Linked DNA regions of Mus musculus: region 1 is linked to region 2. The links are chromatin contacts, called in public targeted proximity ligation maps. All regions are on one chromosome and are shown on one strand. The core of a region is the stretch at or near the end of the contact, and the rest is flanking DNA. Distances in the headings are between cores, read along the strand shown. Region 1 has its middle 12 kb from the start of Ermp1. Region 2 overlaps Pdcd1lg2 (programmed cell death 1 ligand 2).

The links.
Region 1: a contact with region 2 is called in a targeted proximity ligation map of pancreatic cancer cells.

The regions. Positions count from the first base shown.
Region 1 is chr19:29,657,294-29,662,643 of GRCm38.p6, forward strand. No RefSeq gene overlaps it. Among named protein-coding and RNA genes, the nearest start is that of Ermp1, 12 kb to the left of the region's middle.
Region 2 is chr19:29,462,874-29,468,449 of GRCm38.p6, forward strand. All of the region lies in intron 5 of Pdcd1lg2 (programmed cell death 1 ligand 2), which reads left to right. Among named protein-coding and RNA genes, the nearest start is that of Pdcd1lg2, 55 kb to the left of the region's middle.

The sequences.
Region 1 (5,350 bases), core at 1,383-3,882, 190 kb after region 2:
TCATCTGCATGAGATTGTGAAAATGGGAAGAGAATGTCTTTCACATCGTCCAGTTATCCCTTTGTAGTTGGCTAGGTGGATGAAAGGCTAGGCGTCCAGACAGAGGGCCCAGGGGTTAAGAGTACCTGAGGCTCCTCCAGAGGATTCGAGTTCTATTCCCAGCACCCATATTGGGCTACTTACAACTGCTTGTAATCCCAGATCCAAAGGATCTGACATCGTGTTCTGGCCTCCTCCTTTCCAAGCATAAGCACAGCACACAAACATGCATGCAGACAAACTATCCATACACATTAAAAAAAGAAACAAACAAAAAGCATGACTATGTCTTTTTTACAGCAACCTAGTTTGCCTCTGTGGAAAGGCAACTTAGGACGGGAAGAGCTGTATGTGTATCTTATTAAATATTTCTAATAACCTTGTTTAATCTTACCAACACACTCACAGTTCCACAAGCACTCACCTCTACATTACTACCCCCTTGGGTGATAAGCCTTATAAAGATAAAACCTCTTTTCCTCAAGCCTCAGTTCCTTTATTACATTAATAATCGATAAGCAAAAATCCAGAAGTACCAAGAATAAATTCCCAATTTCTTCAATTAAAAAAAAAAAAAAAAGGTATTCAAAGGAGTGGTGGCTTGGAGCACACCTTTAATCCCAGGGCAGAGGCAGGTAGAGCTCTGAGTTCAAGGCCAGTCTGGTCTACAGAGTAAGTTCTAGGACAGCCAGGACTACACAGAGAAACCCAGTTTCAAACAGATAACAAGACAAAACCTTATTCACAATAAAATTCCATCTTTAGACTGAAGTATGAGCACCTGCTCTTGTGGCTTTAAGCCTTAAAAAGAGGATGCTAGAGAAACCAGCCAGAGCCCCACTGTCTTCAGTCACCTGAGGCACCCAGAGAGGAGAAAACTCATGGAGGCAGAACACAGAGGTACAGAGGCAAGTGGAGAAGATAGAAATGGCTGCTTAACATTTATGAGGGATTTTTTTCTAGTGACAAAATGTTTTTGGAACCAGATGGATGTGCCGGGCTTGAAGGATATGGAAATGTTCTAAATCACCACTTTTAACATGGTTAATTGTGTGTGAGGTAGATTTCACCTTCAAAGAGAGAAATATGGGAGATCTAGGCCTTGGTATGACATTTGTTTTGTTAGGAGACAGTTTCGAGTCCAGCCATCTCAGGAACAACTTCCATCCTACTGGCAGAGTTCCTGTTCCCAGGCCCCGGAACCAACGCCTGTCTGGCTTCTTCAGGTGCTTCATGTTTGTCTGCTCATCAGTAAAGGATAGAAAGAGGGAAGTTGCCGTATCCCATTATCTAAACTAAGGGACACAAGTAGTAAATGTGTTGCCTGTCTTGACTTAGTTGACCGTATGCAGCTTGTCTGTTCCATTGTTCCCTTATCACCCTAGATTCCACGCCAGAGTCCAGGAGGGGACCTGGCTGGAAAGACTGAATCAACGACCCTGATGCGTCCTGGATAAGGCCCAGCCATCAAAGTTAACTGCCTTGCTTATCCCCTTGTGTCAAAGTATGATTGGCCAATGCAACAGCCCACCCCAATCTCCTTGCTTTGTGTACCCATCCTATATAAAGGTTATTCAGTGTCCCTTCGGGCCCTTCGGGGACCCTGGTTCAGATCCCGAACTGGCCTCCCCCTGATCCTGCAGAGAACAAAGCTTTCATTTTTAAGCTTCTGTCTCTGAAGTGAGTTCTCTTGGCTTCCACCCCAACCCACAGTTTCAGGGAGTGAAATACTCACCACTAAGCATGAAGGCCTGACTTCAGTCCCTGGCACCCACGTGGTAAGAGAGAGCCAACTCCCACAAGGTAGCCTCTACTTCCCACTTCATTAAATGTTTAAAAAAAAACAGAACAGAACAATCTGGATATAGAAATAGCTAGATATTTTTAATAACTAGATATCTAGATATTAATAATATAGGTTATACATAAAATATCTCAATACTAATAATCAATAACACAGTGGTAGTATACTTGCCTAGCAGGTAGAAAGCCCTGGATTTGATCCCCAGAACCGCATAAAACTGGCCTGGGTGCACTCTCTATAATCCTAGAGTTCTGGAGGAAGAGGGAAGAGGGTAAGAAACTGAAGGTCAGGCTCATCTTGCCAGTGAGCTCAAGGTCAGGCTGGGCTATAGAAGGCCCTTCCCTAAACAAAAACAAACAAAATGTATGTGCTACATATGATTCAGGAATGGCTTTGGGAAATGGGATTTTAAGATTTCTTAGCTCCAGAGACAGATGCCTGCCCAAGTTCGGTCCCAGTAAAACTACCTCTGCTATATACGCAGGCCCCTTGTACTTCCTATTCCAGTAGCTCCAAGTACTGTTAGAATATCCGATCTCCGCTCTTTAAGGAAAACCAGCAGCTCTTCAGCAGAGATGTCGATTCTTTTTATTTCATTTCACTCTATGTGTATGGGTGTTTTGACTGCACGTATGTCTGAGCACTGTGTGTATGCCTTCGTGCCTGAGGAGGCCAGAAGATAGCACTGGAAGCCCTAGGACTGAAATTACAAACAGCTGCCTTGTGGACCTCGAGAGCAGCGGTTCTCTGAGTCACCTTTGCAGCCCCAGAAGTTGATTCTTCAGAGAAAACAAAGGAAGTGGCTTATTCATAGCCTAAAAGGCTGTGGTTGTTTGTCTTTCGTTCTGAGGCAGGATCTCTCTATGTAGCCCCACTTGGCCTTGAATAATCCACCATTCTGCCTTAGACTCCTTGTGCATGCTGGGATTATAGAGGAATTGGAACACACCTATAACAGCATACAGTTTTTAGAACCATTGTCTTCCCAGACCCCAGGATATCTTCACTATGTGTCAGAGTAATTGTTGTGGGACTCCTGTGAGTCTGGGACACCAAGTTTAGAGAGTTAGAGGCAAAAGCCTGAATGATAAATGGACGTCTGTTTTTATTGCCATCCTAAAGTGCAGTCCCATTGGCAAAGAAATTGTGCTTTGTTTAGGAAGCAGAACAGAGCATTGTCAGATCCAAGGGATATTCCATCCCACCCCCTCAAAGGGTAGACCTACTGATTTGATCCAAAATTGAGTCTAGGCTCAGCTTAAGCTAGACTCTAGAAGGACTTCTGGTGATTAGATAGAAGCCAGCAGGAATAAATTCATCTACTTCTCTCTGCCCTAAAATCTAGGTGTGTGTGTGTGTGTGTGTGTGTGTGTGTAAGAGTGTGTATGAGTGTGTGTGTGTATGTGTGTGTGTATGAGTGTGTATATGTGTGTGTATGAGTGTGTGTGTATGAGTGTGTGTATGAGGGTGTATATGTGTGTGTATGAGTGTGTGTGTGTGTGTGAGTGTGTGTATGTGTGTGTATGAGTGTGTGTGTGTGTGTGTGTGTGTGTGTGTGTGTGTGTGTGTGTGTGTGTGTGTGTGTGTGTGTGTGTGTGTGTTGGTGTGTGTTTGTGTGTGTGTGTGTGTGTGTGTGTGTATGAGTGTGTATATGTGTGTGTATGAGTGTGTGTGTATGAGTGTGTGTATGAGGGTGTATATGTGTGTGTATGAGTGTGTGTGTGTGTGTGAGTGTGTGTATGTGTGTGTATGAGTGTGTGTGTGTGCACGTGTGTGCGAGTGTGTTAGGGCTGAGCATCCCAGTGTGTTCCCTGTATGTATAACCAGATGGGTGAGGGGGAAAAACTATTTCAAAGCATTTTTTGCTGCTACAAACTCGGAGCCAGGCAATGGAACAAATGTCAGACTCTTCCCACTCACTCACTCTTAGTGTGAAATAGAGTAGTCCTGGAGACAAGAGAAGGGAAACTTTTGACACAATTATGCATGCCCCTTACACAGAAAATGAATGGCTGTCTTATCGGTTCACTTTCTTCCCACTCTAGAGATAAGAATCCAGTTTATAACTTGATTCTCAGGCAGAAAAAAAATTTATGGTTAGCAAGTATATCCTTCAGGGCTTAGAGGTTAGGGCGCTGGAGCTGTGGCAGGCAGCCTGTGAGTGGGCTCCAGTTTGTAACTGTTGTGTTTGGCTCATACAGGGATCTCTTTTTTAACTGAGTTGGGCAACGTTAGCAAAGCAAAACTCTCACATGTGTATCTCAAGTTCAGCCCTTTGTTGGGAAAACACAAGATTCAGCTCGGATAACCAACTATGGCTGATTTAGGTTGTTCTCTGGGTTGCAGTTCACCCCAGTCCTTGTCCCCACAGCCCACACCCCATCCTACCCACAACCTCAGGTGCATGTTAATAGAGAACTGTTTGCCCCTTCTGCCAGAGACAAGGGAAGCCAACTGGATGGGAAGTGGTTTCACAAGTTCCTGAGGGAAAACCGACGTTTACCTAGTGGCCGGAAATCATTCTACAGTCTAGTCTGAGGTGGGCCAAAACTGTCTTTTCTGGACATAGGCACTCCACAAGACCTAACAGAAGCAGCTATGGAAGCTAAGGTTCTTGCCTACCAGGGGCTAATCCTACAGCCATAGGCTTAATCCAGAGGGTGAACTGTAAACCATGGCCGAGAGGCAGACCAGAGCCAAAGCTTCATGCCCATTCCAGCCTCAAGGAAAATTGTTACAAAGTTGGACACCCCATCTTAAAAACACAGATAGAGTAAGTTCCAGAGCTGACTGCTAGGATCTCCTGAGTCTTCAGCTCAGCTTTCGGCTTTGACTCAGATATGAGTGGGTAAGGAGTCCAATTCTTCCTCGCCTGAGAGACCCAATTCAACCTTTCTGAGAAATCTTCACTGTCCACCTTGAGAGACTTGTTGAGATGAAAAGTCTTGGCATCAGCCTGGAGGCACGCCCTGAAGAGGCTTGGGCACAGAACCTGCAGCACTTTCCCTTTTCTCTCGTTTACAGATGGATTGTTCAACTCCATCTGTCTTTCAGAAAGCCATAACACGTACATAAATAGATTTCTAGTGTCAACCCAGCTCTTCCAGAGATAGCATCTGCTACAGAGCAAACCATCAATAGTCTTTTGGATAGCTTTTCACAAGTTAGGGCTTCTTTGGACATGCCAGCCTTTTGATTTTCTCCAGAGCCCAAGAAGTGTCCTGCCCCCACTGATGGCTTCCTGCCAACAGGAACAAGGGCTGTCCTTGCCTGTTTTTGTCCCTCCCTTGGCACAGTACAGGGTCTTTGACATTAAGACTTGACCTAGAACCTGAAACTTGGTATTTCTGTTCTTGTCAATCGATGTTCGGGGGTTCTTTAGTTTTTGTGGTCCTAAAAATATCTTTAAAACTCATTGTTTATTTTTATACTCCTCATGTCCCTGACCTATAAGCGGTCCTAAGAGAATCCAACAATTATCTGTGCTCTTTGAAAGGAATTTTTTTA
Region 2 (5,576 bases), core at 2,903-5,402:
GATAAGCTTACCTCAAGCTGACTTTTCTACTCATGGAGAAGGTAATAGTAATGGAATCATAAGGAAGGGGAGTCTAGAGCAGGGGTACCCAGGCCTCCTAATCCTGACACCCTGGAATACAGCTCCTCACCTTGTGGTGAGCCCCGACCATTAGTTATTTTCATTGCTACTTCATGACTGTAACCTTGCTCCTATTATGAATTGTAATGTAAATATCTGATATGCATGATAGGTAGGAAGTATATCAGGTTCTAGGGATTCCAGGAACCTCCTCAGAACTCTTTAACCTTGTCTGTGTAGATACAATTGTTTCCACCCCTGACCGGTACTTCTGAGGTGAGCTTAAAACATCTAATTCTGAGCCTTCAAACATGGAAGACTCTGGGTAAGAACCCAGTCTTACCTTCTCTGACAGATCTTATTTCCTATATTATAAATATATAGGGAATATATAAAATATGAAGTATGTGTATATTTCATATTTTAAAGCCCCCCCCCAGTTTAAGTATATTTTGTCCTACATCTTTTTAGCAATGGTCTATCACCAAGATCTGCTAACCCAGTGAAGGTTCCAGCTCCATACTCTGTATGGATGTTTTCCCTGAAGGGCATTTTGAGAAGAACACAACATGGCTGTGTCCGGATGGGTTCACACATGCTCTCTCGTTGCACAGCTTAGCGACCCTGGCTCTGGCTCTGTTTGAGGCTCTGGATAGATTGTCATGTGGAACTAGCTGCCGGGGGACTCTGGTACTTGTTGCCAGATGAGCATCCATGGGAAGGTACGAGATGGAACAATGTGGTGTTGATGGTTTGAAGTGTGACTTTAACAGTGCACTGTTGAGTTTTTATCTTGTCACAGTTAGGATTACTATTGCTGCAATAAAACCCCATGACCAAAACGCAAGTTGGGGAGGAAGGGGTTTATACAGTTATATACTTCCATATCACTGTTCATCATCAGAAGAAGCCAAGACAGGAACTGAAACAGGACAGAAACCTGGAGGCAGAAGCTGATAGAGAGACCATGGGAGGGGTGCTGTTCACTGGCCCGCTGCTCCCATGGCCTGCTCAGCCTTCTTTCTTATAGAATCGAGGGCCACCAGCTTGGGGATAACAACACCCACAATGGGTTGGGCCCTTCCCTATCAATCGCTAATTAAGAAAATGACTTATTGGGCTGGAGAGATGGCTCAGCAGTTAAGAGCACTGACTGCTCTTCCGGAGGTCCTGAGTTCAATTCCCAACAAGCAAATGGTGGCTCACAACCAACTGTAATGGGATCTGATGCCCTCTTCTGGTCGGTCTGAAGAAAGTGACAGTATACTCACATACTCAGCTGCAGTACAACTGGGTGGCAGTTTTGCAACCAACAGTGATTAAGAAATACATTGTGGGGCTAGAGAGATGGCTAGGTGGTTAAGAGCACTGACTGCTCTTCCAGAGGTCTTGACTTCAATTCTCAGCAACCACATGGTGGCTCAGGATCACCTGTAATGGAATCCAGTGCCCTTTTCTGTTGTGTGTGAAGACAGCAACAATGTACTCATATACGTAAAATAAATAAGTAAATAAAACAAACAAATCAACCAATGAAACAAACCCCACTGCGTCACCAGAGACCATGTGGGTGTACGAGTGCAGCACTGCTGTGCCCATGGTGGTATCCAGGCCTATGCTGCTGCCTGGAGTCATGTCTAGGACTGTAGTCCTGTCCCAGACAGGGTCTGTGTTGATGTCTGAGGCCGATGTTACCAATAAAATGTTGTGGGATGCCAGCCTACGGCCTACGTGAACCGGGTATTTCTGGAAGGCAGGCTGGGGCTGAAAGAGACTAGACTGTGAGAAAAGAATGATGAAGCCAAGACAAATTTTTCTCTGATCAAGGCTCGTGAGTTTACTAAGAGAGTGTGCTTATAAGGGGGAAGGCCCATGTCCTCCCCCGCGCCCCACCCCCCCAGTCCATCCTTGCATCCTTGGTGCTTTGTCGCCATGTCGCCATGCTGTCAGCACTTGGTTGCTTATTCAGGAATGTCTCAGGAAGATAGGTAGCAGAATCTCAGGGCAGTTGACACTTCAAAAGAAGACAGTCAAGTCAGAAAGCTGCACCGCAGGTGGCCCCACCTCAGTGGTGACAAGGTCTGTACCAGCCTGCTTCAGGTTCAGGCTGGGGGAGACTACAATAAAAGGCCATGCAGACGACCCTGGTCTGGGCTGCCTGAGGCCACGTTGATGTTCAAGCACTATGCTGAGCTGGCAACCATACCATCCCTTACGTAGGCAGTGTGCGAGAGACGGCTCTGGTGCCGTGGGTTCAGAAGAGCTGACCATGGTGGCAGGAGGGCAGGAGATGGTCCTGCCCCTCACCAGCTGCAGCCCCCAGGTAGGAGAGTAGGCCATGTGCCTCATCTGGGCAGCAGAATAGAGATTATCCTGGTGATAGGGGAGCAGGCATACTGGCCCCATCACTTGTCTGACATGGGGCAGCATGGGTAAAAGAGAAATGCCCCCTTGCCCCTCACCAACTACTTCAGGTGGAAGGGCTGGCCCCCAAATCATGAGAGCAGGAGAGCTGACCCTACTTCTCACTGGCTACAGTACCCAGAGAGGGTGTCCTGCACCTTGCCTGGGTAGCAGAGTAGAGCTGGGCCCCTGCAAAAGAGCTGGCCCTGCACCTTGCCTGCTGTAGATTGGGTGAGCTAGCCAGGAAGTGTTAGAGAGCTTGCCCTGGTGGTGAGTGTACAGGAGAGCAGAGAGGCTGACCAACTCATCTACCACCCAGGCTCAGATGTAGGGTTTTGAATTGGCTTGACCTCAACTCTGAACTGCTGGAACTGTAGGGATGCTCCTACAAATCTAAAGCTGCAGGGTCTCCATGACACAGGGCAACAACAGGCTGTCCAAAGGAGTCCCTGTAAGGGTCCAGCAGGAGCCAGAAGCCATGAACCAGACCAAAGTCTCATGGCAATGTTCATTTGCAAGTAAATAGAGTGGACCAAAGGGAGTTCTGTGGGACTGTGGGACAGACACACTATGACACACTATAGCTTCCACAGCAAGGGTTTTATTTTGGTTTTTTTTTTTTTTTTTTTTGGTATTTTACTTTATTCTAGTTTATTTTATTCTGGGGTAAAGGTTGCAAGAGCAGAGGTAGATACTAAGGGACAGGAAGATGAATGGGGTTGGAGTACATGATTCACACACACACACACACACACACACACACACACACACACAAATCAATAATTTTTTTTTAAAAAAACTATTCATTACAAAGCCAAAACAAAATTCTGATTAAAAAAAAATTCTTTCTAAATGCCCCATTTGATAAGTTGGAGGTTTTTAAATATTCCATACTAAAGTCATCAGAGGGGTTTCATGCAACAACTGATGGGAACAGATGCAAAGACCCACAGCCAGACACTAGGGAGCATTCAGGGAATCCTCCAGAAAGCAGGGAGGGAGGACTGCAGGAGCCAGAGGGGTCAAGGACACCGCAAGAAAACCACAGAATCCACTAAGCACAGAAAGCAGGGAGGGAGGACTGCAGGAGCCAGAGGGGTCAAGGACACCGCAAGAAAACTACAGAATCCACTAACCAGGGCTCATAGAAGGTCACAGAGCCTGAACTGACAACCAGGGGGCCTGCGTGGGTCTGGCTTCGGCCCTCTGCATATATGTTATGGTTGTGTAGCTTGATCTTCTCGTGAGACTCCTAACAGTGAGAATGGGGGCTGTCTCTGACTCTTTTGCCGGCTTTTGGGACCCTTTTCCTCCTACTGGGTTGCCAGTCCAGCCCTAATAGATGGGGAGGTTCCCGGTCTTATTGCAAATTGATATGTCATGTTTGGTTAATAACCCTTAGAGGCCTACCCTTTTCTGAAGGGAAATGGAGGAAGGGTGGATTGGGGGATGGAGTGGGGAAAGGAAATGAGGGAAAGAGGAAGGGTAAACGGTGGTTGGGTGTAATATATAAGAAAAGAACAAAATTTTTAAATTATGTAAAAAAAAAAAAAACCAGGAATACATTATGGGACTATGAGCTGTCAGCAATGAAGCAGGAGCAATGACGTCTTTTGATGGCGTTGGCAGGCTCACAGCTAGAACCAGCGCAAGAGACAGGATGTGCTGTGGTTGTCAGAAGGGAGGGTTCCACACTCCTGCAGGCTGGTTGAGTGGAAGGCGTAGGGCTTCAAATCAGGGCTTCTGGGACCCGCATAGGCTTGGGTGTAGAGCGAAGAAAGGCCTTGTGCACACAGATAAGCACTGAAGAAGCCAGGAAAGGTAAACACACGGCTTGCCTCTTCGATGGAATGAGGTGTGCAGATAGATGCTCTTCCTGGAACGCCAGGAATGATGGAGTTTTATAACCTGGCGATCCCTTGCTGTCTGATGAGACAGGCTCTGCTCGTATCTCCCAGACTTCATTTCTTCCAGACAATACCCTCCCCCTTCAAACCTTGAGTAATGACTTTTAGACCACAAAACCCATCCTCATGTGGGATGTCACCTGTGCTATCTTAGGGCCAGGCCAATGCTGACACCCACAGGCCTTATGTTTACCTCGGCCATTCTTACCTAGACCCTAAATCTCGGGCACTGTCTCTGAGTCAACAGTACCTATTCCTGTGAAAGAAGCCAGATGTGTTTTGTAAAGAATCTCAGTGTAAGCATGGCTTAAATTATTATATACTCGGGACTGAGTTCATTGTTCTCTGAATACTTTTTTTTTTTAAATTGTGCTGTGCTTAAATATGGCTAAAGTAAAATGATCTGGGACAGACTCTAGAAATCCTGGTTCATCACCCGCTACAATCAAATCAGCCTGAACCAGGTTTTCCTCTTGCCTCACCCTGATCATTTTTTCCTTGCCTGGTATAAAGCTTGCAGGGGAATGGCCACACGTGAGTTATGTGGGACAAATGGAATGTTTACCTTTCTTGGTAAGATCCCCTTCTTTTATGGTTTAGCACTCATGTGATGTGGCACTTGAGTTGACCAAAATGATATAGAGCAATCAGAAGACTTTGAAATACCTCTGTGTCAGAAGCTTGGCATGTTCAAGCTGCTGTGTATAGCACCACAATTCCAAACCCACCAGTTATGAAAACTGTTAGTGTTCTGTCTAAGCTCCTCTCCACAGTTACCTGGCAACAGCTAGGTAGGCCTGATCCACTATAAAAGGGGCTTCTTGCCCTCTCCTCTCTCTGTTGCTCCTCTCTTACTCTTACTCTCTTGATCTTGCTCTGTCCTCTTGTCACTTCTCCCCCCTCCCCCTCTCCCTCCACATGCTCATGACCAGCCTCCTCTCTCTCTCTCTCTCTCTCTCTCTCTCTCTCTCTCTCTCTCTCTGCCTTTCTCTGACTCTACTACCCTCTTTTTTTTTTGTTTTTTGTTTTGTTTTATTTTTGTTTTGTTTTTTGAGACAGGGTTTCTCTGTATACCCTTGGCTGTCCTGGAACTCACTTTGTAGACCAGGTTGGCCTCGAACTCAGAAATCTGCCTGCCTCTGCCTCCCATGTGCTGGGATTAAAAGTGTGCGCCACCACGCCCAGCCTCTACTACCCTCTTAACTC